5 separate regions of the Mus musculus genome follow, and regions 2, 3, 4 and 5 are each linked to region 1. Evidence: chromatin contacts called from public Hi-C, HiCAR-type and promoter capture Hi-C data. All regions are on one chromosome and are shown on one strand. Each heading gives the region's core, a stretch centred on a gene start, on an enhancer-like site or on the middle of the called end of the contact. The rest is flanking DNA. Distances are from core to core; before and after follow the strand shown. Region 1 holds the start of B3galnt2 (UDP-GalNAc:betaGlcNAc beta 1,3-galactosaminyltransferase, polypeptide 2). Region 2 holds the start of Ero1b (endoplasmic reticulum oxidoreductase 1 beta). Region 3 holds the start of Gli3 (GLI-Kruppel family member GLI3). Region 4 holds the start of Mtr (5-methyltetrahydrofolate-homocysteine methyltransferase). Region 5 holds the start of Heatr1 (HEAT repeat containing 1).

What was found. Promoter capture Hi-C pulls out the DNA fragments that hold promoters and counts their contacts. Hi-C and Micro-C count contacts between places; a contact is called where the count stands out from the background. HiCAR-type assays count read pairs that join an accessible place to other places.
Region 2: a promoter capture Hi-C map of pre-B cells shows a contact between it and region 1. The contact joins the promoter of Ero1b here to the promoter of B3galnt2 in region 1. A contact is called at or near these places in 3 of 39 promoter capture datasets (cranial neural crest, liver and pre-B cells) and 1 of 484 Hi-C or Micro-C datasets (uterus).
Region 3: a HiCAR-type map of astrocytes shows a contact between it and region 1, with 4 times the contacts expected there. The contact joins the promoter of Gli3 here to the promoter of B3galnt2 in region 1. A contact is called at or near these places in 1 of 39 promoter capture datasets (stem cell-derived epiblast-like cells) and 1 of 115 datasets of contacts at active chromatin or transcription factors (astrocytes).
Region 4: a Hi-C map of B cells shows a contact between it and region 1, with 6 read pairs. The contact joins the promoter of Mtr here to the promoter of B3galnt2 in region 1. A contact is called at or near these places in 1 of 39 promoter capture datasets (pre-B cells) and 1 of 484 Hi-C or Micro-C datasets (B cells).
Region 5: a promoter capture Hi-C map of pre-B cells shows a contact between it and region 1. The contact joins the promoter of Heatr1 here to the promoter of B3galnt2 in region 1. A contact is called at or near these places in 3 of 39 promoter capture datasets (cranial neural crest, liver and pre-B cells), 1 of 484 Hi-C or Micro-C datasets (rod photoreceptor), 1 of 115 datasets of contacts at active chromatin or transcription factors (astrocytes) and 2 of 9 other capture datasets (adipose tissue and liver).

What each region holds. Positions count from the first base shown.
Region 1 is chr13:13,950,622-13,956,032 of GRCm38.p6, forward strand. B3galnt2 (UDP-GalNAc:betaGlcNAc beta 1,3-galactosaminyltransferase, polypeptide 2) reads left to right here and starts at 4,053. Exons shown (of 12, transcript NM_178640.3): 1 at 4,053-4,298. The coding sequence starts at 4,184.
Region 2 is chr13:12,562,512-12,567,748 of GRCm38.p6, forward strand. Ero1b (endoplasmic reticulum oxidoreductase 1 beta) reads left to right here and starts at 3,372. Exons shown (of 16, transcript NM_026184.2): 1 at 3,372-3,667. The coding sequence starts at 3,566.
Region 3 is chr13:15,460,150-15,465,394 of GRCm38.p6, forward strand. Gli3 (GLI-Kruppel family member GLI3) reads left to right here and starts at 3,574. Exons shown (of 15, transcript NM_008130.3): 1 at 3,574-3,962. Gm6556 (a long non-coding RNA gene) reads right to left here and starts at 4,469. Exons shown (of 1, transcript XR_001780862.2): 1 at 1-4,469.
Region 4 is chr13:12,253,973-12,260,029 of GRCm38.p6, forward strand. Mtr (5-methyltetrahydrofolate-homocysteine methyltransferase) reads right to left here and starts at 4,141. Exons shown (of 33, transcript NM_001081128.3): 1 at 3,890-4,141; 2 at 1-6. The coding sequence starts at 1.
Region 5 is chr13:12,392,413-12,397,750 of GRCm38.p6, forward strand. It overlaps Heatr1 (HEAT repeat containing 1), which reads left to right and starts at 2,963. Exons shown (of 45, transcript NM_144835.4): 1 at 2,963-3,058; 2 at 3,328-3,501; 3 at 4,010-4,226. The coding sequence starts at 3,360.

The sequences.
Region 1 (5,411 bases), core at 2,803-5,302:
TTTCAGAACAAAAGCCAAGTCCTTACTGCAGTTTACATCCTGTCTTGCTGGAGTCTGGATCTCCACGCTCACCTTCCAGTATGTTATTCACCACTTCTTGCGGAACGTCTTTGCTGGAAGCTCCCTTCTGTGGGGAACTGAAGACCTTCGTCTTTCTTTCACTTCCAGGAGAGAACCCTGACTCGGCGGCACAGTGAAACTAGAGCAGAATGAGGAAGCCTTGGACTGAGATGTGAAGAGCTGCATCTGCTGGGTAAAAGGTAACTACCTTCTTCTAGTCCGTGTACAGCCATTTACTCAGGGGAATTCAACTGTCCGCTAGAAATCCACAAGTAATCATTTAAATCAGTGTTTCTCCACCTACGGGTCTCAAGCAACTAGGACAAGAGGGAGGGCCAGCGTCCCCTAGTGGACTGTTTTGCCTGTAATGTATGGATATGTACCACAAGCCTACATGGTGCCCTCAGGGATCAGAAGGAGGAAGACATCAGATATCCTAAAATGGTTGTTGAAGGAAGTCACTGTGAGCTGCCATGTGGGTGCTGGTGAAAGATCCTGACAGAATGTAAAAGGTCACAGAAGCCCTGAAACTGGCAAAATAGATTTCATTGTTAGTAGAACTAGCGTCACTGATTTAGAAAAATAGAGGTGCACAATGCTCTGGCCGCTCCTAGAACCTGTGTGTCTGCCAATGTTCTGACCAGGTGTGTGCCCATTGCTGCACCTCACTGCCAGGTGTTTGTGATATTGGTTGCTATATTGGTTGCTGGGAAAGAGTCGAAAAATCTCCCCAGCAACCACAGTCCGGGCCAATCAGGAGTTGCTGCACCTTCATTAGACTCCTTCCTTGTTTCCCTCCCATACCCATTTCTTGAGGAATCAATCATTTTAGAATAGACATTGTTTAGATCTGGAAATCTCACCTTCTCCTTTCCCCCTTAAGGACCTATAAAAACTGGGACCCCTTTTCCCTCAGGGTGGACAACTCTACCCCTGAGTGGGATACGAGTCGTCCCCAGAGTTCTGGCTTTCCCCGAATAAAGCCTCGTGTGGTTTGCATCAAGCTTGGTCTCTCGTGAGTTCTTGGGGGTCTGCTATTATCCTGAGTCCTGAGCGAGGGGCTCCTCAGGGAGTCTTTCACTGGAAACCAAGCCTGGGTCTCCTGCAAGAGCAACAAGTGCTTTTAACTATAGAGCCATTTCCCTAGGCCCATCGTAGTTTTTAAACAGAGAAAGTTCTACCAAGAAAGGTAGAAACCTGAGTCACAGAGGACCTGAGTCTGAAGGGACTGAGGTAGCAAAACAAACTCCATTTTGGTTTTTTAGACTCCATCTTAGGTTTTTGTCCTCAGAGTGACTTGTCCCCCACCCTTGAGTTCTGGAAAAAAACAAAACAAAACATGAGATCTTGACAGTTGCAAAATAGGCATAACAGCTGTAGTCAAGCGATAATACCAGGGTGGGCTAAGTAAACATGAATCATTCCCAAGTCATGAAGCTTCTTTTAGGTGTGTGCTCCCTCCTTGCGGTTTGATCAGATGCTGTAAACCAATCAGCTTAAAGGCCAACATTCCTTTATCCTCTTACTTAATCATTTAACTCCAAGGCTTGCCAATCCCTACTTGCGTTTTTTTCCTCTATAAACCCCATGCCCTAGACTTTGGGGTCGCTCTCCTATCCTATTGCACCAGGATAGTTTGTGGCCCAGGTTCAAGCCTGAATAAAAACTCTTGTGTGCATAGCCGGGCATGGTGGTGCACACCTTTAATCCCAGCACTTGGGAGTTCGAGGCCAGCCTGTTCTACAAAGTGAGTTCCAGGATAGCCAGGGCTACACAGAGAAACCCTGTCTCAAAAAAACCAAATAAATAAATAAATAAATAAATAAACCTTAAAAGAAAGTTATAGAAATTATTCTTCCTTAGAGGGAAAGGAATATACAGAAGTTGGTGATATCTGCCAAGCAGCTATATATTTCATCCTTTAATTCTGTTACTCTTCAAAAGGAAAAAAGTGTTCTTTCCTGTCTTCAGGACTCTTGTTACTAGGGGTCCTAAAGTTACCCCAGAGTATTGAGACACTAGTGCTCAAATTTTCAGGGCATACTGTGCTAGCCAGCATCTAGGATGGTTCCCAGTGATCTTCGACTCCTGGTAGTCACCTGGTGAATACCTGAACACTGTGCACACAGGTATCCACTCTATAGGGCTTTTCTGTGTGACCAATTGACTAACCCAGAAGTGACAATGTGTCTCCATCATTAAAACGTCTGCCATCTGAGTAAGCAATGTTCAAAGCAGACTCTTCAACCACCATGAAGCCTTCAGATGACTGCAGCCCTGGCTGATGATATTCCTGCAACTTTGAAAACGAACTAGAACTTAGCTCCCAAATTCCTGATCTGTACTAAAGTCTGAGATATGAAATGATTATTATTGTTTCAATTATTCTGGATTTGTAATGAATAACAAATACACGAGTCCCCTCCCCTTTTTGTACAGGTTGGGCATCAACCCAAGACTGCCCATTGGTAGGTAAGGCCCTACCATTCAGCTTCATCACCGCTCAAACAAGTTTCTTCTCATGGGAACAAATTTGACCACGTGAGTTATTTTATTAAGTACATAATAAAACAGTACAGTAGAACACAGCTTTTACCTGATTAAACTAAATTAAAAAATTGAAATTAAAAACATTGCAAAAATAGCCAAAGAAAAAGCTATCTTAAGGGGCTGAAGAGATGGCCCAATGGTTAAGAGATCTGGCTGCTCTTCCTGAGCACCCAATTTCAGTTCCCAGTACCTACAGGGTGGCTCACAAACACGGGGAAACTCCAGCTCCAGGGGATGGGATAGACGCCCCCCCCCCCAGCCTGCACATGCGTACACACACAAATGAAAAAAAAAATCAAATAAAATCTTTTTAAAAAAGTCAATCTTAACAGTGTCAGGTTGAGGATATAGCTCAGTTGGTAGAGGGCTTGCCTAGTAAGGATTAAGCCCTGGGTTCCATCCCAAAGCACCACTTGTGGAGATGAAGACAGAAAGATCAAGAGTTCAAGGCCATCCTCTGCAGAATAGTTTCCTGTTAACTACGTGAGACACTGGGGGCGTCTGTGTGTGTGTGTGTTACTACAATTGCTTTTTTAATACAAAACCGCTACTCAGTGGCAATATGGTGCTGAGCCTGAGAGGTGGCTCCAGTGAAGTCCGCTCGTTTCCTAACGCTGGTTGGAGATGGATCTTTTGCAAACCCAGCCCTCACACATTTGGTCACCTCAACTTGGTGGGAACTTTTCAAAGTCATCTGGCAGCTGAAGCTCTCATTTCTGTGCTTCCCGACAGTTACCCTAGTGAGGAGCGCGTGCGCACCCAGGCAGCCTCCAGATCCGGGCTTCTCCTCTGTCCTCGCTTTCCATAGCAAGCCCCGGTGTTTCTCGTCCTCCTCACCCGCCGTTGCTTACTAGAGGGAAGCAGGAAACTCCCTGCTACTCGGCGCTCAGGCTCCCCGCTGCGCTTCTTATGGGATAGGTCAGGGGAGCACACTATTATTTCGTTGAGCGCTGAGGTGCCATACAAACCTGCCCCGACTGGGCAACTGCTCCTCGAGGTCATGCGCCCTGCAGCAATGTCCACAGCGGAGGGGGTCGTACAGCAACTTGAGCAGTTAACGTGCAGGTTCCCCGTGTGCGGTACCCGCCTTTACTACAGGGGAACCCTAGCAAGAAGGTGGATGCGCATGCTCAGTGTGCCGCTAAGGCACCGCGGCCGGATGAGAGACGCGCATGCTTCGTGTGTGCACTTCGCCTCCAGCGTTGCGTAGCAGCACGCATAGCTCTCTGGGAAACGTAGTTTCTCGGGCTTACAATCTCAGGCACGCCTCCCTCCTGGGCTCAGCGAGGGACTACCGCTCCCGCCCTTCCGGCAGACAGGAGCGTGCAGGGACGCGGACTGAAGGGCTGGGCGAGAGCGAGGAGGGCTGAACGGGTGGGAAGGCCACGCACGCGGGGGCGTGGCCTTGGCCGGGAAGCGGCCGCCGCTCGTGGTGCGGATCTAAGGAGAGAGCGGCGGAGACAACGCCAGGCGTGGGCGCGAACACTCCTGGTGGCACTCGGTGTTCTTAGGTCCCCTCGCTATTGGCCGGGACGCGGGAGAGCGCGGCGGGGGCGCGAGGTGGGAGCGGCCAATGCGAAACTGGCTGGTGCTGCTGTGCCCTTGCGTGCTCGGGGCCGCGCTGCACCTCTGGCACCTCTGGCTCCGTTCCCCGCCGGACCCCCACAACACCGGGCCCAGCGCGGCAGGTGAGGTGAGGGGCTGAGTCGCTGCGCTCGTGGGAGGCCGCGGGGGATGGCTGAAGGGGCACAGGGAGGGCTCGGACGTCCCAGAACGGACGGAACAAGCGAGTCTTTCTTTAGTGTCGGGCGAACCCAACTGTTCGTTTCTTATCAGCGTGTGCTCAGCGGCCCGCGTCGTGGTCGAGGGAGGGCCCTGGTCACAACTTGGGGCGCTTCTCTCCGAGGTGGGGTGGGGGAGCGAGCTTGCCGGTGCTGACGGTGTTGGCTTTGCGTGTCAGGACTCACTTTGCAGCGAGGAGGGACGGACTGTACTTTGTGGTCTCTGATCATGAGGTGAGTCAGGAAAAGACCTAGACGTGAACTAGGGTTCAGCTGTGAGTGGAGTCGCCCCTGTATTCTGCTTGGATAGCTTGCTAATTAAGGAGCCTAAGAATACCGGATTCTTCTTTAACTTCGCGTACATTTGTTCCCAAACTTCATCCATCGTGGGAATGAAATCTTTGTTCTCATTCGCCTTACAATCTGAAGGTGCGTTTGCCCACAGTGCGTATCCAGTGTTGTCCTGCCACCCTCAACACTACTTTCTTGTCTCCTGTGTGTCATTTTCAAGTTTTTCCCGGAATGCTTATATATGTCGAGAACTCTATAGCCATTTTAAAGATAGGGTAATGCTTTAATTTTTAACTACGTTAGGATTTATCTTACCATTTCATATCCAAACAGCTGTTTTCTTTTCAGAAAGTTTTAAAACAGTTCTTCACAGCCATCACAGAACCAAGTCTTATACCTTATTTAGCAATCCTCAAAACTCCGACTGTTACCAGATTACACTGGGGTTATTTTAGTAGTGATCTCTTTTCCTATTAGACAACCACCATTTTTTTGGAAAGGCTATTTGTGTGACTGAAAAGAATGACTTCCAAGTGGTATAATGAAAGTACATTATATGCGTATTTAGCTTGTGAGACTTTTACAAACTAGTTAAAAAAGGGCCGTACATACAAAATGCTTGGCCACCTAACATCTGTTGGGGTTGTGCTCTCTCTCACTCAAAGATGAGTGAGTTGCTGGAATCTACACGCAGAGCCCACTGTAGAATATATGTGACCTTAACATTAA
Region 2 (5,237 bases), core at 2,122-4,621, 1.4 Mb before region 1:
ACCACGTCAATGGGAAATCATCACTGTTTGCCCCGAAGGACTTGTACTAATTGACAAAAATTGGTCCTCACTCTTTCTACAATTGATCTGTGAGGCTCATATATTTTTTTCCACTGAAAGAAAAACAATTTTCCTGTCCCTTAGTTCCAGAAAATTAGGCTTGTCTAAGCCAGGTGGTTTGTAAATAATAAATTGCATTATCTGCAAAAACATATTACAGCTTTATTTGGTATACTTTTCTGTGTACCCATAGACCGGGACATCTGTGACAATTTAATGAATATAGAGTGCAAGCCAAGGTTAGAAAGAAAGAAAGAAAGAAAGAAAGAAAGAAAGAAAGAAAGGATGAAAGAAAGGAAGGAAGGAAGGAAGGAAGGAAGAAAGAAAGAAAGAAAGAAAGAAAGAAAGAAAGAAAGAAAGAAAGAAAGAAAGAAAAGTGCTTTTAAAGCCAGGCCTGGAGGCAGGCCTGCAATTCTGGCTACTCAGTTGGCTTGAGGCACGTACATGGAAATCTCATGGCCTCTCTAGGCAACTTAGCAAGATTTAAAAAAGGGAGTTGGAGAGATGGCTCAGTGGTTAAGAACGCTTGCTGCCCTTGCAGAAGGGCCCAGTTCTCTCCTAACCACCCATAGCAGGCAGCCCCCAGCCTCCTATAACTCCAGTTCCAGGGGGATCTGATTCCTTTCTCTGTCATCTGCAGGCACTGCATGCACACACATATATGCATAAATAAAAATGTTTTTAAAATGAAACCATGAAGAGGGCCAGGGACATGGCTCAGTAGTAGAGTGCTTGTCTGACATGTGTGAGGCCCTAGGTTCAATTTCTACAACCACAAAAAATAAAGTAAATTCGTGAGACATACTTAGAGAATGGCTTCCATGAATTTGTGTACCTCTTCCCATTCTTTGTAATCCTGCAGGATTTCTGTTCTCTCTCTCTCTCTCTCTCTCTCTCTCTCTCTCTCTCTCTCTCTTTCTCTCTCCCCTTCTTTACCTCCCCTCATCTCCCCTTCTCTCAGCTAAACTTGAGGAGTAATTTGAAGTTTGATGGGAGGATAGAGTGTGAAAAGTAACCGAGAACAATGAGCCAAGCCAATGGGAATGTTCTGGAAAAGTCCAGAACGGTCCATGCTCCTTTTGGTCCTTGAGTCACACCCCGATGGACTCACTTTTCTGGAACTGTAAGTGATGAAGCCTTGTTCATTCCCAAAGTTGCCAGTTTTCCTGACTTATTACTAGTTTTCTTATTGTTTTTAAATCTAGCTGGATCTGAATTTTTCTATAGCTTGCTACAAAGGTTCTTCCTGTTTCAACTTGCAAACCCCTAACTAGGATGGGAAGTTTGAAGTTAAGGAGTGTAGGTAAGGAGCATGGGTATCATTATAAAGGCAATGCCTGCTCTAATAAGAAATAAACCGCAAGGCTAAAACAGAGGACAGTAGCTTATTCATCAATTAATCAACTCCTCATCCTGCTCATTACAGCAAACGCTAAAACAGATCACAGCACAGGGCAATGTGAACCTTTCTTTTTCATGAAAAACACCCATGTCTGATTTCACTCACTGAGAGAAAAAAATGTTTCCAAACATTGTGAGTAAAGTTTCTGAGCTAAAACAAATGGTGTGTGTGCCATTATAATCTTTGTAAACTTGTTTTTCTTCTACCAATTGAAAAGTTGATAGAAAAGCTCAAGTTTTTCTTTGTGACAGGCCCTGAAGTGCTCCGAATGACAGGCATGGTTTCTGCCCTTGATATCAGATATTTAAAATGTGAAATTTAAAAATAAGGCAGTTTATAACTAAAAAAAATGGCTATGTTCCATGATGTACACATTATCTGGGCCAATTGCAGCACAAAGGGACCTGAGGAAAGTCCCATGCATACCCAAAGCGCAGAGCGATGAAGAGCATAGAAAGGCAGCTTTGAGAAGCAAGTCGCACACAGTTCTCTGTTAGCTATGTGGAGAAAAGGGAGCTGGTGACATGGGAAGATGGCCTGTGAAGTTCCAGGGTCTTGGACTGGTTTATTGTTCTGTTGTCTCCGCCTTAAAAGTCTTCTCATTTCCCCTGGACTTTCATTTCTGGCTGACCCTACAGATCATGCAGTGGGTCTAGATGGAATCATGGATGCGAATGTTCTCATGTTACCAGAGAGGCCAGAGGAGATTTTGAAGATGTGATTAAGGATTTTGAGATCAGGAAATTGCCTGGGTTATCCGGGTGAGCACCATGCAATCGAAAGTCTTTATATGTAGGGACACAAGAGAGATAGGGTCAGAAAGCACAGACGACAAAAGCAGGCTATGCCACTGTGTCATGTGAGGTCCTGAATCTAGGAATTTGATTGGCCATAGAAGCTAGAAAAAGCAAGGAAACATTATTCTCTAGAATATTCCAAATGGATGCAGTTTGTTTTAGTTTTCTGGCTTCCAGAATGTAAGATAATACATTGGGGTTGTTTTCAATCACTACCCTTCTGGTCATTTGTTACATCAACAATGACAAATTGATACATACTACTGAATGTAAGTTTCCTATAACTCAGGAATATCGGTAAAGTTAGCGATTACCATTAATTGATCACTTATTTGCTAGGGACTACAGGAAGCTTATGTACATAACCTTACATAATCCCAGAACAATATTTGAGGTGTAATTAAGACCACAAAACCATCTAGAATGTGTTACATTTGGGATAGTCTATGTCCCTTTAAGCTTTTCTGTGCGTTTATCCCGATTCTTCGTTTTTCACTGTATAGACTGGGGTTTTCCTTCATCCTTTAAAATGTATTATAGATTTTCTGGTGTTGGTAGAGGAGTAGTGGAGACACCAAGCAATGATACTTCTGGGGCATGTGACATGAAGGAGGTGCTGAAGACTTCCTGACAAGATGCCAGGTGGTTTTAGGTAGCTGCAGAGGTGAGAAAAAAGGCAAAGAAAGCTCTTGGGAATAGCAAGTCAAAGATTCGGCCGGCCTGGCGAGAAAATCCTGGCCCCAGTAGGTCAAGCGGTGACAAAGAGCTATTGGCATAGTGCCTGAAGACCTGCGGGGATGGGGGTGGACAGTCTTGTTTCTCAGAGCGACGAAACAGAGGTTCCACCACCTCAGGCCAACCCCTAAAACAGCACCCACTCTCCCGCCTGCTCCTGGGTGTTTTGGAGGCCTCGTGGTCCCGCCTCATTGGCCGCCGCGGAGCCCCGCCTCAGGGAGGCAGAGCGACCTCCGAGCCTGTAGTTCTCCATTTTCAAGACCTTCCCACTGTGGGGGGGCCCCAAGGGGCTACAGGGACTACAACTCCCAGAAGGCTTTGCGCAGAGGGCGTGATCATAACTGAGGACGCCGGGGGCGGGGCCTCCTGGGATGAAGCGGGGGCGCGCAGCACTGGTACATCAGTCGCTGCTGCTGCGAACGGTAGAGTGTTCCTTGCCCGAGACCGGCGCTCAGACCCCGGGTCCTGGAGGCTCCCGGCTCCCAGGCACTGCCCCCTGCTGTCGTCGTCGCGGCGGGCCGTCGTTCCCCAGCCCCGATCGGCCGAGGCGACGGCAGCGGCCGAGGTCACCATGAGTCCGGGGTTCCGCCGGGCCGTTACTGGGCAGGGGGCGGCGGCCGCGGTGCAACTGCTTGTCACCCTGAGCTTCCTCTCAAGTCTGGTCAAGACTCAGGTAAGCCCGAGGACCAAAGGCAGGGGACGGGTCACGCCGGCGTCGCCGAGAGGCCGAGGTGCAGGTGCGAGTGGCCAGCCAGGGATTGAGAACCGCGCCGGCTAGTGCGGGAAACGTCTGTAAAGCGCGGCGGGCGCGGGGACACGACACGCGTGGTGATGGTTTACGGAAGAGGAAGATGGTGACGGCCAGTAAGCGCTAGCGGCTTTATCTTTGTGATGGTGACGGGGAGACACAAGTCTTGAGTGGTGAAGGTGTTGGGGACACAAACCTCTGACATCCTTCCCTCAGATGACAGGGAGGCAGACCCTCCATCCTCTTCCTGGGCTAGAGGGGGCATTACTTCATTTCCTTGAACTTGTGCTCTAGAGATAGCTATAGGCATTACCCGCTTTATAATTATCCACCTGTCCTACGTATGCAAAGTGGCATGCCAGGTGAGCCCAGTTATGACACTGGAGGGCCTAGGCCCCTACTGTGGGCTTCTTAAGTCTATAGTGAGGCTTGCTGGCTGGACAGTCCGGTAGACTTTGACGTTGCCTTGGTTAGGCAGGTATTACTGAAGTGTTCACTACATACTCGAAAGCCAAAGCACAGCCTCTTGCCTTGAAAAGAGATAGGTTAGCTCTGCCTCTTTTAGTGAGGAAGGTTTGAACAGGTTGCCAGATGCTGCTATATCTTGTCTGCACCTGCTGCAAAGTGCTAGCTCGAAGAGCCAAAACCGAAGAAAAACAAAAGTGTCTCAGATGGCCTGATAATGAGGGGCATGCAGTTTGAAGCAATTAACACTCATTGCTAAGAGAAAAAAAAATGATGGTAACTGTGAGAGTAACCGTGTAAACATGTTTTTCTGCCTTGTTCATGGTGTTATGGTGTCCAGCATGAAGTCCTAGAATACAAGAATATTCTGTTTGTGTCCATGTGTGAGTTCTCTTGAATGATTTGATAAAAATAAACAGCTAGGAACAGTGGCATACACCTGTAGCCTCAGCTCTCAGGGGTAAAAAACACAAACAGTAGGAAAAACAGTAGGATTGCCGCAGGTTGGACGCTGGCCTACATATTGAGATTCTGGGTTAGCCAGGACTACATAGCAAGACCCTCTCTCAAAAAACTAAACAATGAACCAGTCAGAGAAAAGAAGGAAGAAAGGGAAAGGAAAAGAAACCTTTTGTTAAACGTGGAGCTTGCTGAGTCCATCTGGAACTGAGCAAGGAATCAGAATTTTAAACAAGCCTTGTAAGTGTCTGTGATGCAATTGTTCTTTCCACTATACTTTAGTCAGGCTTGGCAAACACTATGATAGGATTCTGGGTGTATCTATCAGATTTAGAAAAAATAAATTTCCTAGGCTGTCAATAGCAAAGTTACTTTGTAGTTACTAGTTTGAGTGTTTGACTTGAGTGGAGCTTACATTTAGAACTTTTAAATAAAGTCTGATTTCTTGTTTTCTTGCTTGATATATGTCATTAATTAATTGTATACTTTTAAAATCACTAGTCTAGAAGCTTCACTTAAGGTTTCTCTAGCTACCAATAATCACATGTAATTAGTGGTTTATAATGTACCT
Region 3 (5,245 bases), core at 2,324-4,823, 1.5 Mb after region 1:
TGCTCTATTATAAGCTTGATTTCTTGAGAATAACTAAGGCTATAACAGCATTAACATATTCTTTTCAATAGGCAAGCCAACCAATGTGTATTCCACTTCGTAATGGTTTCAATCATCTTAACACCAGTGTTCTGAGGCCCAGGCCTCCAAACAAACCCCTGTGGGTCAACGTTGCTGAGTTGACTTGTGCCCTCTTCTTCTTAAAAAGAAGTGCTCATCCCAGGAACTTCAGAAAACTAGCTTATTTGAAAACAAGGCTGTAGATGCAATTAGTCAAAACAAAGTCAGACTGAAGTGGCATAGGCCACAGCTCTCAACTCCATAAGAGGAGATGAGTGCAAGGAGAATGCCTTAAGATCACCCAGGCAGAGAGATGGGAAGTAGCCGAAAGCCAAGGAATAGCAAGCAGATCAGGGGCTCCTACAAGAAGCCTGTGAAGGCAAGGATGGCTTTCCCCACACTTTGCAGGCAAACACTGGCCCTGTCGACACTATGACTTAGCATCCTGGCATTCAGAAATGTAAGTTAGTGCCTGCCTTGTTTAAGCCATCAACTGCATAATCGCTTGCTACAGCAGTGCTGACAAACCAACAAGAGGGTTGTTAAGTCTCTTGCCTCATTATGGAAAATAAATCCATCTTAAAGGTTTAAATATTGTGAGTATAGCTCAGGGTATCTGTTGCTGTGGCCATGGCCACAGCAACTTAGGGAGGAAAGGGTTTGTTTGGTTTACAAGTCCTGATCACAGTCCATCACTAAGGGAAGGACTCAACGCAGGAACCTGGAGGCAGAAACTGAATCAGAGACCATAGAGGAGTGTTGCTCACTGGCTTGTTCCCTGTGGCTTGTTCTGCCTGTTTTCTTATATAACCCAGGACCATCAGCCTAAGTGTGAAACTGCCCCGTAGTGGGCTGGGCCCTCTCACATCAACTGTTAATCAAAAAATTTACTATAGGTGAATCTTATGGAATATTTTCTCAATTGAATGTCCCTTTTCCCAAATGACTCTAGGTAGTGTCAAGTTGACAAAAAAAACTAACATAGAGGACTTATGACATTAAAATTTCCCAAGAGATTTGTAGTTGAAATGACTAGTGATGAGGTAAGGCAGGAATGACTGTATAAGAGTGGGATTCAGATGGATTAAGGAACAGTCTCTTCCCTATGCATCCTACCTAATGGCTCCTTAATTAACAGAAGTCCCTCTACTGAGTTAAGAGATAACTTAGGAGCCTCTGCAGGACAGGAGGTGGGTGATGCATAAGATTTAAGGTTCCAATTTTAAGGACACCCCACCTTCAAGAATTCCTCTTGTTTCATTTTGGGATTTGTATCCAAGATTTCCCTGGGCAAAAGAGTTATGAAGCTAACATGTATTGAAACTCCATGACATTATTTAACTCACAGCGAGGCAATTTTTTTTTTTTCTTTACCATTTCTGTAAACCATGTTCACGTGCATGCGTTTGTCAGCCAATCTGAGTTGCCCACCTCTCCTAAGGTGAGGGAATCAAAGTTTAGGATGCAAAGCGGAGTTCCTTCTTGGTTATTAGCTAAGTTCTGATAGCGTGGTGGGAAGGAAGCTTTGCAATGTTTTTCTTTGTTCCAGTGTTTTTTAGAACCCCAAATCAAGATCTTTATGACTCAGAATGTGCTGCGAGACTGTAAGAAGTAAAAGTCAAAATTTATATTTTATGCCCGGTGATTTATGGGCTGTCCCTTTTGCCACTGGATAAGCAGAGAAAACTATCAGGATGCAGTATTTACATTCTCGCGGTGGAGGCAGCAGCAGCCCCAAATGCCAGAAACAATGTATCTGACATTAATGAAACACACCATCCCTCTGACTAACTTGAAATACCAAAAAGGAAAATAGTTCTCACACACGATGTCGTCTTTTATAACTTTGCAGGTATAATCTCACTGGAGATCCATAGCCGTCCCGGGACTTAGGAGGACTGCATTTTCTCGCTCATCTACTGTGGGCTCAGAGTCTACAGAGGCTGAGGGAATACTCTGGGGCCTGGGGCCAGTTACTGAGGGGAGGGTTGGGGCTACCTCTGTTGATATTCCTGCACTCCGAGATGAGTGAAGGATGTTTCACTCTTTGCCTTACAGAGTGTTGTAGCGGAGAGAAAGCTTAAAAATGGCTAAGAAGTGTCTGGAGCCCCACACTGAAAGCTTAAGTCACTCTCTGCTTTTGTCTTTGTCATAAGCAACAAGTCACCAGAAACAAATAACGAATACACTGTCAATTCCGTTAAAAATTTTCCCCAGTTTAGCACGTGAATTTCAAAATGTTCTTCAAATTATTATAGCTATTCATCCACCCACTCTGCCTTCAAGACGGCTGCCACAGAGCACCCTGAGCACCAAGGCACTCCTGGTGGGCCAACTGCTTACTCCGGTATTCTGGAATGTCTCTTGGGTTTTCTTCTTTCTTCCACCCCCTTGAAATCCTCCCTTTCAAGTAACAGGTTGGGGTGAGTACCTGGATGGGGAGAGAGAGATGAGTGCACTGGCCCGTTGAAGTAACATGGGTCTTTTAAAAGAAACCAAGGACAGGCACTCTGCATCTTAAGGAAAAGAACCCCGTGCAAGTCAGGGTTCTCAGCTCAAGTCCCGGTTCCCAGCTCGGGTCTTTGTGTTCTTTGCAAAGTGGCCCACGGGGACAGTAGGCTGTACGGCGAGACGTCCCAAACGGAGTTTAACGCAACGGGGAGGAAAGTCTTCAACTTTCAAAAGCATCATCCCGCGAGAGGAAGTTTCAGGCTTGGCCTAGGGAAAAGTACCAGGAGGTGTGCGGGGGTGGGGCAGTGGCGATCTGAGAGGTCTCTAGAGAAGGAAGGGGAGTCCAGCCCGAGAGCGGAGTTGGGGGGGGGGGGGGCGAAGAGAGGCGGCATGGGCGAAGCGCCCGGCAGCGCGCGAGCCCCGGCTGCTCGGCTGCGCGGGAGCGCAGGCCTGGAGGGCTCGGGTGACATCACCCGCGGGCCCCTTCCTCCTGCCGGGTGGGTGGGGCCTGGCGCGCCGCGCGGGCGCGGGGTCAAGGAGGGGGAAGAGGAGGAGCAGGCCTGGATGTGTCTGTGTGAGGACCCGGGAGGGGCGGAGGCGGTGGAGCGCGTGGCTCCCGGCTGCCCGCGCCAGCCCTGCCCGGCCCGACGCGCGGCCTCAGTGCCGCCCCTCAGCGCAGCGCCCTGGGATCCGCGCGCGCGGAGCGGGACCCCGCCGGGCGCGGCCTGGAAAGGAGCGGGAAAGCAAAGTAAGGCGAGCAGTCTTCCCAAGTTTTTAAACCAACTTCGCCCCCTGCGGCGGCGGCGGCGGCGGCGGCGGCGGCGTCGTCCCGCGGCTCGGCGCGTCCCCCCCAGCGCTCCTCCGAGTGGCGGAAATTAGAGGGACGGGGCGGGGGTGGGGGCGCGCGAGGGAAGAAGGAGCCGGGAAGGAGAGCAGAGTCTGACCACATCTGTGAAAACTTGGGGAAGGAGGGCGGGGAGGAGGAGGAGCGCAGGAGCGCGCGGAGGGGAGCGCGAAGGGCGCGCGCGGCGGAGCTCAACTTTTGCAACCGGGGCGCTCGGCCTGGACGGGCCCTTAGTCGTTGAAAAGTCGACTTGACGGTCGGGGGGCTCCTTTCTTTCTCTTTCTCCTCCCACCCGCGGTTGAACCAAATCAGAACTGTCACTCAGGGCCGGTGACTCAGAGGGATCAGATTACAGGATCCCTGAAACTGATGCGCGGGCTGCAGCGGCGGGAGGGAGCGGACCGGGCCGCACCGCCGGCGCCCGCACACTCGTCCGCCCGCCCGCCGCTCCCCTCCTCGCCCGCTCGCCCCGTCGCCGGCCCACGCCACACCATGCCCGCCGGGGCCGCACGCTGGGATCAGTCAGGCCATCCACGGTAGCCCGAGTCCGCCTGCCGCTCCGCCGGCGCAGGTCTGTGGATTTGGGACCTGACAGCCAAAGCCGCAGGTACGTCCCGCCTGAAGTTCTTTGTTTTGCGGGCCCCGCAGCCCTCCCTGTCGAGCTTCCCGGCGGCGTCGGAGCGGCTTGTGTGCGCTCGCGCCTTCCCGCGCTCTCGGGGATCGGGTCTCGGCTCTCCGGACTGCAGAGCTCCTGCCCCAGGGCGCGCGGACCAAGTTTGCAGCGGCGGCGTCCGTGCCTACTTCTCGCCAAGTGCTGCGCAGAGCTCCGGGAGTCCGGAGCTGCGGCTGGTCCTCGCGCCCCCGCAAGCCGCAGCTTGGCTTGCGCGCAGCGCCTGGGGATGCGCCGAGCCGCCGCTGCCCCGCTCTCCAGGGTCCCGCCTTCACTTCTGAGGGTGGGGGTGCGGGGTGAGCGGATGGAGGGCGCGCCTCCGCGGTGGGAGAGGAAAAGTGAAAGTTGTGCCATCTGTGCGTGATTTGGAACTCTGTCTCTTCCTTTCCAGAGGTAGAGCAGAAAGAAAGAAAAGAGAAAGAAAGAAAAGTAGCCGTGGCCCTTGCGGTAACCAAGAGGCCGAATTTGCACAGAGCAGAGTTGGGTACGGATCACTCTACTCTGCTGGGGACACTTAACTTTCTGGAGTTGCAGTGGGACCCCGAGGATGTGGCAGAGTTAATATTGATCATACATTTGAATAGTTGGTGAAGCGACTTTTCAGCAGATGGCCACATGCCCTCACACTCGGCCCGGCCTTTGCTTATTATCCTTTGATGAACTTAGTATCCTTCTGTGAACTTTGTGCCTGTGTCCCGGAGTGCACCTTTTTGAGTACCAAGCCATACCCCCCCTCCCCCCAGGCTTTCTTGGCTGTGTGTGTGTAAAGACCACTTAGGGAAGTTTCCTGCACCGCGTTTACCCTTTCTCCTCCCCCAACTTGGTTGTAGATTCTGGCCTTGGGTACAGTGCTCATGGCCCTCTGCCAGTTTATATGTACATATATTTATGTAAAACATTTTCTCCCAGCTCTGTGCCAGCTGTTCCACATTTTCCAGCTGCCACTTCAGTTTGAAATGATGGACTGTCGTCCTCAAGTAAAAGAACTCTTTAGTCCGAGGTATGGAGGGCCGGCCGCTGTGCAAATACAGGGGCAGTGCCATTAGCCCCGCTGGTATTATTAGTTCCAAAAACACCTCGTGCCCTTCTTTTCCTCTCCTTCTCCTCCTCAATTACAGCTTTTCACAGCCCAGTACGTGCACTCTGCTGAACATTCAAGTGATTAACCCCCCACTCCCCTTTCTAAATGATTTTGTGCAGAACTTGGATGAGGCCGGCAG
Region 4 (6,057 bases), core at 2,891-5,390, 1.7 Mb before region 1:
TCTTTCCTTTAAAGAAAGTAAAAACTGACTTCAAAGAATGAAAGGAGATATGTGGGGGATGTAGGTAAGGGGTAGACAGTGCATAGTGTATAAGACCCCTGAGTCTGATCTCCAGCAGCAGAAGAGGAAAAAAGAAAGAGGTGGAACCCCTAACTCTTAACATGGAGTAAGGAGAGCTCATAAAAGATGCAACTACAGCACTAGAAAACTGCTGTCAAAAATGCTGACATTTCTATACAATACAATGATTTACATATTACAACGCACAGATGAATCCCCAAACAATGGTGAAGCAGGCTTAGCTACTTCTGTTTCAGAGTGCAGAAAAAAAGTCAATGACTGTTTAAGGAGCATAAGCCTAGGCCAGGCTGCAGAACTCCTCAGGACTTTCTTTGTTAATTCTATAAAGCTATTACAGTTGAACACTGGTAATTCCAACCTGACCTTCAAAATACAGCTGGTTCTTAATGGGTTAGTGTGTGAACATAAAAGATAGAAACAATTAACTACCATACTTATATAAATTTTCATCTTTGCAACAGTCCACTATATACCATAAACAACCTAAGCCCCCACACAAATTCTGAAATCTAGAAAGAAATACATAAATATATGGGTATATGTGAAAGAGTCTACAGAAACAAGAGAATCGTGAGTAGCAAACACAAATATATAAAAGAGTACACATCATAATTGAGTGGGAGTTGAAGACAGAACTCCACAACAGGTCCTTGAAAATCTACTGCTAGCCGGGCATGGTGGTACATTCCAGTAATCTCAACACTGTCAGAAGTGGGAGGATCAGGACTTCAAGGCTATTCTTATCTATACAGTGAGTTCAGAGGCCAGCCTTGGCTACATGAGCCCCTTCCTCAAAACAACAATAAAATACAATCCTTCATCATCCATATGCTTATTATCCTTAAAAAGTAAGTACAATTTATCTTAAGAGGCCACTGACTCTTCTAGTAGGAGTTTATCTTTTATTACGTTTAATTATCATTAAAGACCAGCATTCCTAATTACCATCAGAACCTTCTCTTAAATGTAAATCCCCTTGGGCCAAAGAGAAGGCTCTGTAGGAAAAAGTGCTTACTGTGTAAACCTGAGAGCCTGAGTCGCCACATCCCCAAGGTAGGAAGAAAGAACAGGTCTCCTGAGACTTTAGCCAACAGGTGCAAGCCAACATACCAGAGCCACCCCTCAAACAATAAGGAAAATTTAAAAACCAAATCCTCCCAATGACTGTCCTTTCCCTTAGCATAGTGTGGGCATTCACTGAAACTTTATTCTTCTGTAAAGAATGCGCCCCACCTCAAAGTTTCTGTGTTCAGTTCATTAGGTCTAGAATATTCTGTGTGTTTTACAACTTAATAGAGCGGATTCTATGTCTGATCTCAGCAGGAAAGTAAAGAAGGGACGACTACTCTATGTAGAACGGATTCTCTGACACATCTTTTAAGGTGAATAAAAGGCGGCATGGTTTCATAGTAACTCCCAGTAGATGATTAGAAACAGCTTTATGTTTAATATCTGTGTGCATGTAAATAAGTGCTACATAGAAAAGAGTTCTGAGACCCGTCCTGGTGAATAAGCCCATGAAGCAATTGTATTTTCCCCAATTTGAGTAGATCCTACAGCTTTGTAGAATCGGGTATTTCGTTGTTTTAGGTTTTGTTTTTCCTTCTTCTTTTCTTCCTTCTCTTGACTTGGTACCATTTGTCTTCACAGCAAATATTCCAAAGGATAAATAGATGTAGAACTGGTGACAGCACCCACCAGATGCTGAAAGGAACATAAAGTCAGGTAGTAGCCGAGAACTACCTAAGACTGGGCTACAGCTCAGGGTAAATCACTCGCCTAGCATGTACGAAGGCTTACAGCAGACTCCCTAGCACCCCAGCACTGCAAACAAACAAGTGAAAACCAAGCAACTTAAAGAATAACAAGTTATAGGACAATTAGTTCCTAATATGGGCCTGTAAGTGACATGCTACAGTGTCAGGAACACAGCTCCTCTGGAGAGAATGGCCTTAACAGGGGTCACAAAAGGACTTCCCTTTCACAGGACAAAATGGTGTAGAATAAAAAATACTTCTCTTTTTTGCACTACAAGCAAACTACCTCAATGCATTCTCAGCAGTTTCCCGCTTTGGCTACTTTACAATCTGCTCCACAAGCTCCTTGGAGGACACATCTTTCATCTGGGGCCTCTAATCTCTAGATTGAACTGATTTGCTACATTTTATAGGCATCTGTTCACATATTATCTCATTTTTGAAATATTTTTTTCTCCCACTAATTTTTAAAGGCCAGAAGAGATCTGAGCTGCTACCAATTCACTGGCTCCTTTTATTCATTCTTCCATTAGTCACTCTTAGCTAAGTTCATAAAAGCATGCAAGGGAGAAACATGAGATCACTAGAAGCTGCAGCAGAAACTTTCTCACACACAGGGTCTGAGGTTATACCCTCTCCCTGACCATCTGCTGGAGGGATTTACTCTTGGCAAGCATTCCACCACTGAACCATATCCACAGCCTGGGACATATCCAGCTTTCAGTTCAACCTTGAAGTTCGGTAATCTTAGTTCTTCCTTGAGACTTGACAGTATAACAGTAAATAACACAGAAAGAAACAAAAAACAAAAGCTGGACACCAGTGGCTAAGGGTTTTTTAGGATGTTAAAGCAACGTGGTTGTAATACCAACACATAGGTGAGAGAGGCAGAACTATTTCTAAGCTACAGGTAAGGAGCCTAGAACTTGATGTTCACCCATGGAGGAAAGTGGAGAAGAGAGCAGGGCCAGGTGCAAATAGCCAACCATTTTCTCTCATTTTCTGCAAGGGATCACTATTTAATCTATTCTAAATTTTCAGAGGCTTTCTGCAGCAATAACTATATTCAATTACTCTTCTTTTTCTAAAAAGAAAGGAAGAAGCCTGAAGCCCTAAAAGACTAAATAACCATGCCGTAACTCTATGAAAAAGAGCGATCTTTTTTTATAGCAACAGCAATGTGCTGCCGGGCAATGTCCCACTGGTTTCAAGAACAATTCTACCAGCCCTATTTGTCAGATATTCACCCTCCTCCTAGGGCTACACACTATGCCACACCATACTCACTGTTCTGTCTTAAAAAGAAACAGGATCTCATGTTACCGAGGCTGGTCCAGAACTCATTGTGTTCCAGAGAATAGCCTTAGACGTAAACCCCTTCGAGTCTAGCTTTATGCAGAGCTAGGGATTAACTAAACCAGAGCTTCCTGTCCGCTGGGCAAGCACAACCTGATGTCCTTATTACTAATTCTCTCGACTCTACGTCTTACCTCACTCACACGTCTTATAGGAATCTCTCTCCAAATCTTTAAGACACTCAAAACTGAAATTATACTCCCTTTGTGTCTTTTCTCATTGTGGAGGCCAGAGCCACCAATATCCGAGTAATTTGCGATTACTATTCTGCCTTCCATCCCCACTCCTGGGTACTGAGAGTCCAGTCAGGCAACCGTCAAGCTAAAGCCAGAGTTTCCAAAAGTAAAGAGTAGAAAAGGAAATTAAAACCCCACGTGGTTCAACTGTCTAGGCTGCCTTACCGGCCTCCCAGCATCTGAACTCGTCTCGGGCAGACAGCTTTCCGTAAACATTTACTGAATACAGTTATATCATGCAGAACTTCCCAGGAGCCCCGCGGGAAGTTGTTGCTAGAAGTTGCAGCGCTAAAGGCAGCGCTCGTCGCTCCGCCACCGGACCGAGCGTGTGCGGGTGAGTGAAGAAAGAGACCCAGCAAGGACCGCGTCCCCCCCGAACTCCAGGCTGGGTCTCCGAAGGAGAAACTCCTGGAGAGCCGAGGCACCCACAGAACCGCTAGACCTGGATGGAGGAGTTACCGAGTGACAACAGCGCAGGCGACGCGCCGCCAAGAGTCCTCCTCAAGCAGGGAAGGCTTGATCTCCAAAGAATTCCACCGCGGGCGGCTCCAGCCAGCGTTTTCTGGCCTGACGAACTGACAAGATCCCCGAAGCTCCAGAGCCGACACACCGGGCCTCCGGGTACCGTGCCTCGGGCACGCGCTTCTTACGGAACTCCCAAGCGCAGAGCTCCCCGCTACAGAGCAAGGCCGCAGCGACAGACTAAAGGAATTGACGACGTAGAGACGGCCGCCGCCGCCACTGCGCCGTTAGCTCTCCGCTCAATCTAGCCTCCGGCAGGAGGGCCCGCCCCCTTCCCGGCATGTGATTGGCCCTCAACAGCTCCTCGCCGCCGTGTATAGGCTGTTGGTCGTTACCCAATCGCCGGAGGCTTTGCTCCGTGGCCCTATGGGAGATGTAGTCCTGAGTACTGGGTCCCTATGGAGACCAGAGCGTCTCTTCCCTGAGTTCTGGAAATGGTTCCCAAAGACCTCTCCAAGTTCTAGTCGAAAAATTCATACTATAGTATTGGCTCTCATCAGTGGTGGAGTATCAAGGGCCAGGAATCTGAAGTCAGAAAATTAATTGTAGCTTAGTTTTGCAGACACTAAATATCTTGTCTCCCTCATCCACAGAAAAGAAAGACTAGAATGAAAGTGACTATTAATTTATAGGCTTGCAACAGGGGTTAAAAAAAGAACCCGTGAGTACACTATGGAAATTATGAGGCACTATAGATGCTAATGGCCACACTGATACTAAACATTTACTGAGTAAAACACTCAAGTTGAGATACACACTTGGATAGCACAAGTGGGCCAGTAAGAACTTGCACAAATAATTAAACATGGAAAGAAGAAAGTAGGAAACATCCCAAAGGGTTTATGGTATTCTAAGGCAAATAAGTATCTGGGGCAGAGACGGGAAGATTCCTGGGTTTTGCTAGCTGCCAGTCTGAATGAAAAGCCAGTGAGCTACAGGTTCAGAAAACAATCCTGGCTAAAGAAATAAGGTGGATAGTGAGAAAGGAGAATACAGATGGTCTCCTTTGGGCTCTGCAATACAGGAGCTCATTTATCTTAGCACACAGACATGCATACAATGCACACACGCACACACACACAAACAAACAAAGTAGTTGGGTCTTAAAGGAAGGGTATATTTTTTTTAGTCAGAGGAAATACACAAATAAAACATAACATTTTTTTCCCTTAGGAAGATCAAAGTTCCCTCCAAACCTAATTTGATGTTTTATTACTAGAAGCAAAGACCAGCATGGCACAGCATCACTCCAGAGGAATTAAGGAAGCACCTTGGGCTGCTTCACTCACATTCATTTGAAGAATGGATACCCCCTACCTCAGAATGCTTTAGGGAGGGGCTGCTACCCTTACATGGTTCCTTATTAAATTTGAAAAGTGCCTCAAAAGTTTTGACACCAGAAAGACACCCCAAAAACATGTGTCTAAACTGCAACTTCAGGTGAATATGACTAAAGCAGTTACATTGTGAGAAGTGCTGAAGGTATGAGATGTCTTCCCTGGCACAGGAGTGACCATGGTTCCTCACCACATGGTGTAGCCACCTGTCTTAGTTAGGGTTTTACTGCTGTGAACAGACACCATGACCAAGGCAAGTCTTATAAAAAACAACATTTAACTGGGCCTGGCTTACAGGTTCAGAGGTTCAGTCCATTATCATCAAAGTGGGAGCATGGCAGTATGCAGGCAGGCATGGGGCAGGAGGAGCTGAGAGTTCTATGTCTTCATCCAAAGGCTGCTAGTGGAAGACTGACTTCCAGGCAACTAGGGTGAGGATCTTATACCCACACCCACAGTGACACACCCATTCCAAGCAGGTCACACCTATTCCAAGAAGGCCACACCTTCAGATGGTGCCACTCCCTGGTCCAAGTTATACAAACCATCACACCACCCATGAAGAAGTTTCCCTTGAGCTGAGTTACAGGGACATTTGCTCCCTGCATGACTGCGAGCTGAGCAGTGTTGGGAGGGCATCCAGGAGGTGGAGGAGGAATGTTGCCAGCGGTGGCACCAGCTCCAAATCTGGCACCTGCATCATGCCCTCCTTCCACCAACACTGCTGAGCCAGGTGAATAGTTGGGACCAACTGCATAATAAGCCATG
Region 5 (5,338 bases), core at 1,713-4,212, 1.6 Mb before region 1:
TAAAGACTACACTATACTTATCACTACACTAGATGCCTATCAATGAATGAATGAGATAAAGAAAATGTGACATATTTATACAATGGAACATTACTCAGTGGTTAAACAAATGAAACCGTGAAATTCTCAGGAACATCTATGGAACTAGAAAAAACAAATCATAACCCAGATCCCCAAAGACAAAAATGGTAAATAGTCACTTATATGTGGATGTTAACTGTTAATTTTTCAATAAGCAGACTACCATCTATACAAACATAGAGATTAGGTATAAAGTAAGGGGCTGGGGGAGGGTAGGTTGGCTCTCCCTAGGAAGGGGAAATAGAATAGACAGTTATGGAAGAATGTGGTGGGATGGGATTGCAACAGGAGGATCAGAGAGAGAGAGAGAGAGAGAGAGAGAGAAGAAAGGGGTGAGGGAGGAAATACAGGGAGAGACAGCTAAAACTAAGGGCCATTTGACGGGTTGTATGGAAACTTCTAAAATATAGACATATATGAAGGTGATCCAAGTGGAATTACCAAATCATGGGAAAATGGAGCCCCAATTGGATGTCTTTCGTTACCAAATGAAGTCTCCAGTCCCAGGAATGGGTTACATCGAATCAAGTTGTTAGCCAAAGGGGCCCCATAGGCATCTCCAGACAACCCAGGCTATTGCCAAAGCTGTTGATTGCTCTCCACAAACTGACTGTAAGGCCATATTGCTGCAGACAACATCTACACAATTCATCGAACGTGGAGAAGTCGAGCTGGTGCCTACAAACAGCCTTCACACCTACTGACTAGTGTTAATGGTCCTGGGAGGTGCACTGCATGCTTACTAGAGAGAAAGGTAAAGACCAATCTAGCTACCAAACCTTTGATCGATAACAGTGAGCTGCCTGCAAGCTATGCTGGTACAATGATGGCGCAAAGTTGAGGAGTAACCAATGAATACCTGGTTGGATTTAAGGGCCAGTCCATGAGATGGATTCCATGCCTTACACTGCTTAGTGGCCAAGAATCTGAGACCAGATAGGCTAGGGAACTAATATATATATTAGACAATAGTATATATATGAGACTTTTAAATACACACACACACACACACACACACACACACACACACACACACACACACACACACACAGCTCTTAAAGACATTCTGCTATACTCAGATCAGTATTTCTTGCTTAGCTGCTACCAGAGAAACTTCCTCCTGCAGCAGAAGAGAACAAATACAGAGAGCCACAGCTGGGTAATGTCTAGAGAATGAGAGACCTCAAATACTCAGTCGTAAATATGATGTTTCCATCTAATCCCCCCCCCCACTCCCTCAGGAAGGCAAAAAGGAGGCCAAAGGGGACGGTAGGAGAGGAGGACAAAAAGATAGAAAGAGCCAGTGGGGATGGAAGACACCAGGAAAGCAAGACCTTCCAAACACAGCAGAAGAGACTGTGGCAGCACGCACGCACAGGGCTTCCACAGGTCTGGAGCAGATGGGCTTTCAGCACTGAGAGAGGAAGGACACAAGCCCCTGTCCCTAACCCAGAGGTATCTCCCACTGACAATCACTCACAAATCAGTTTTCTACAGTGGAGCTAACTCACTGTGCAAACCTAAGGCTAGGTCCCAATTACCATATGGACAATGTAAGATGAGCTAACTTGAACTAACTCTGTAGCATTTTTGGACCTTTTTTGCCTCATAATTCTTTGTCAGGGCATCTTTTCCCCTCCTTATAGGTCCTTTGCGTATATATCTCCGTTTCTGGTTTTGCATTTTTATAAGCTTTCTGTGTGTATAAGCAGGTATGTCTCTTTCTATATGTGTTTCTTGAGCTTTTTCTTTGGCACTTTTTTCTTCTCTTTGTTTTGTCTTATTCTGATGTTTGTTTTTATTTTGCCTATCGCCTTCGTCGTCATCATCGTATGTTTGTACCCTAAATAAGAAAGAGAAAAAACGGTGTGGATTTGGGTGGAAGGGGAAGTGTTGGAGGATCTGGGAAGAGTTGTGGAACGAAACTGTAACCAGAATATGAAAACAAAAAAGTTTTGTGTATTTTTTGTTTTTGTTTTTTGTTTGTTTTTGAGACAAGGTTTCTCTGTGCAGCTCTGGATATTCTGAAACTCACTCCACAAATCAGGCTTGCCTCGAATTCAGATCTGACTGCCTCTGCCTCCCTCGAGCTGGAATTAAAGAAGTGAGCCGCCACCTCCCATCTTGAAAAAAGTTATTTTCACTTAAAAAAATTAAAATGTCATGTTTCTAATAATAATAATAACAGAATAAGAAAAACACCACTCCCTAGGACTGCAGACAAGGCAAAGGTGATAAGGTTGTCAGTAACTGCGTTCAGCGAGTGTTTACTACTTACAGAGCAACCAGATTGCACTGAGAACTACAACTCACGTTAGGTTTGTGCCCTCCTCGGGTAGCATTAGAATTAGAAACGCGGCTTCCCGCGCTTCAGCCCCTCGCAGGCTGGATAAGTATCTCGTGAATGACCGGTTCCTGCTACACACCCGTAAAGCTCCCAAAGGCGGTTGGGGAAAAAGAATCCCAGACCTAAGCCTGAAGGCACATAGCAACACTGAGCGAGGCGTCGGGTACCTAGAGAAGCGAGCTGTAGCACCAAGGAGCGGAGGGGCGGGACTTATAGGTGGCTTTCTGGAAAGAAGGGGGAGGTACTGTAGGCGTGGCTTAGCACATTTTCGTGAGGGTGGAGCTTAAAGGAGGGGCGTGGAATAAATGTGGTGTCTTGGAAAGAGGTGCGGATGGAAGGCGGAGCTTAACTGGATGAGCGAGCGGAGGGTGGGGCTTTGAGGTTCAGGCCCTTAGAGGGGAAAGTAGGCGGGGAATTAAATGGCTGGCCTGAATAGGCGGAACTTAGAGTCACGGAGGCGGGGCCGTTGTATTGCGTTTTCTACAAAGGTGTCCCTTTTCTCTTGCCGTAGTGAGAAGCCGGAAGTTCCTATGAGGCGTGCTTTAGAGTTCCGGGACAGTGCCGGCACCATGTGGGAGCTGATCTGAGGAGTTGTTAGCTGTCTAATCCTGCTGATATTCCGAGTTCAGGGTGAGGAGGAGCACGGTGCGGCTAGGCGCGGCCGTGACTTGGAACGGGTGGCCGGGTGGGCCGTGAGGTCGTGGTGCAGAGCTGGGGAAAGCTGGTGCTGCGGAGGCGTAGTTAACGCAATTGCTGTGGTGGGTCCTGGAGGGTCGGGGAAGCAAGTTTCTGTGTCCTCGAAAGGACTGAGCGCTGTATTGCCAGAGCATGAGCCCTGGCCTGCCATCTGTTAAGGCGCCTGACGTTTCCTAAAAACTTTTCACGCTGTTCGTTCTTAGCCGGTGTTTTGAGACATCCGCCTCCGTGCAAGATGACGTCCTTAGCCCAGCAGCTCCAGCGACTCGCCCTCCCTCAAACTGATCCCAGCCTCCTATCGAGACGTGAAGTTGCCTCTCTGTTATTTGACCCCAAGGAGGCGGCCACAATCGACAGGGACACCGCCTTTGCCATCGGTGAGCCACCTTTCACTTAGCAAAGCTCCCAGAGCATGATATCGGGGAGTTGGGGGGGGGGGAGGTTCTGTATTTTCTTGCCCCCCCCCCCGTTCGCTTCCCGAGCAGTACCTTGTTTTCTTGGTAAGGGGGTGGGAAACAGCAATACTGCTAGATGTGTGAATGTATTTATAAATAATGGTATCTGAAATTTCACAAACTAACTAATATGTAAAAAGGAAGAAAAGTAAAGAAACCGAGACAATGACTGTGGTGTGAGAGGAGACTTTCAGAACTAGATGTAGTTTTAATGACTAAAAAGAAGGGCTCGGGTGGAGTTCTTGTCATGAAGTACTTTCTTTTCTCCTAGTGAGTGGGGGTCAGATTTATCCTATATGTTAACAACTAAAGCCAGTGTTTGAGAGTGTCTAACACATGGTAACAGAGTTCATGAGCTTGGGGGTGAGGAGAACAGGAGAGTATCTGTTGGGTTTGCCTACAAAGAAGTTACACGTGACTCTCCTCCTAGGATGCACTGGCCTGGAGGAGCTTCTTGGGATTGACCCTGCCTTTGAACAGTTTGAAGCGCCATTGTTCAGCCAGCTGGCAAAAGGCTTGGAGCGCAGCGTCCAGACCAAAGCAGTGAACAAGCAGCTGGATGAAAACATTTCATCGTTCCTCCTTCACTTGTCTCCTTATTTCCTCCTCAAGCCAGCGCAGAAGTGTCTGGAATGGCTGATTCACAGGTAGCTAAACCTTCATTAGTTGCCAACACTTGGTAAGCTAGATTGCTTTCACAAATTTCAAAGGTTAACATGATGTTTAGAATGTCAAGTGAACATGCTCTTCTTGAATAGGGTGCCATTAGTTCCTGTCTAGTGTGTTTAGGGTTTAGGGGGTTTGTTTGTTTGTTTGTTTGTTTTTTGAGACATGGTCTCAGTGTGTATCTCTGGTTGACCTCAAACTCACAGAAATCTGCCACCTTCTTCCCCAAGTCTGAGAAGTATGTCATTGTCTTTGGCTAGTTTTGTTTTGGGGATAAGGTCTTATTATAGAGCTCTCGTTTGTTGTTATTGTTGTTTGTTTTGTTTGTGGAGAGAGAGTTTCTCTGTGTAGTCTCAGCTGTCTTAGAACTCAGTGTGTACACCACCCTTGCCTCACACCCAGAGATCCACCTGCCTCTTCCTCCCAAGTGCTGGGATTAGAGGCGATACCACACCTGGCTCAAGCTGGGTTTTGACTTACTTTTTTTTTTTTTTTGCCTGTCTGGCCTGGAACTTACTAAGTAGATCAGTTTGCCTCAGATTTATAAATCTGCCTCTTTTTGCCTCCCAGGTCCTCAGTAGTGTGGTTATAAGTGTGTGCTACCAGACCAGCCTTAACTGCATCAGTACTCAGGAGCTGATGCAGCTTCACATTGCAGATCCGTTAACATGGGGGCAAAACGTACAGTTCCTTCTTACCTCGCTAGGTGTAAAGAATGTCTTTTAAAATATCAACCCAAATCACGTGGTATTAGTGATGTGCGCGTTAAGCATTTATGTACCAGGCCTTGTACTCTAAGCACTATACGTGCTAGGAACCAAACTCTGACCTCTGCGAGAGCAACAAATCCTGTAGATGGCTGAGCCATCACTACAGCCCTTCTTCATGTAACCTTTATTCAGCAAATGTTAAAGTGATAAAAAAATATATATATATCTGTAGGTTTTCCTTGGTTGCTATCTTTTAAATAAATACCTAAATAAAGTTTTACACAAGATTTAGAGAGGTAGCTATGCCAGGGTTTGTTGAGGAAAGCTTCATTCAAGTAGTGTTTTAGTTAATACCAAAGCTTGTATAAAGTAGATAGAAGGCA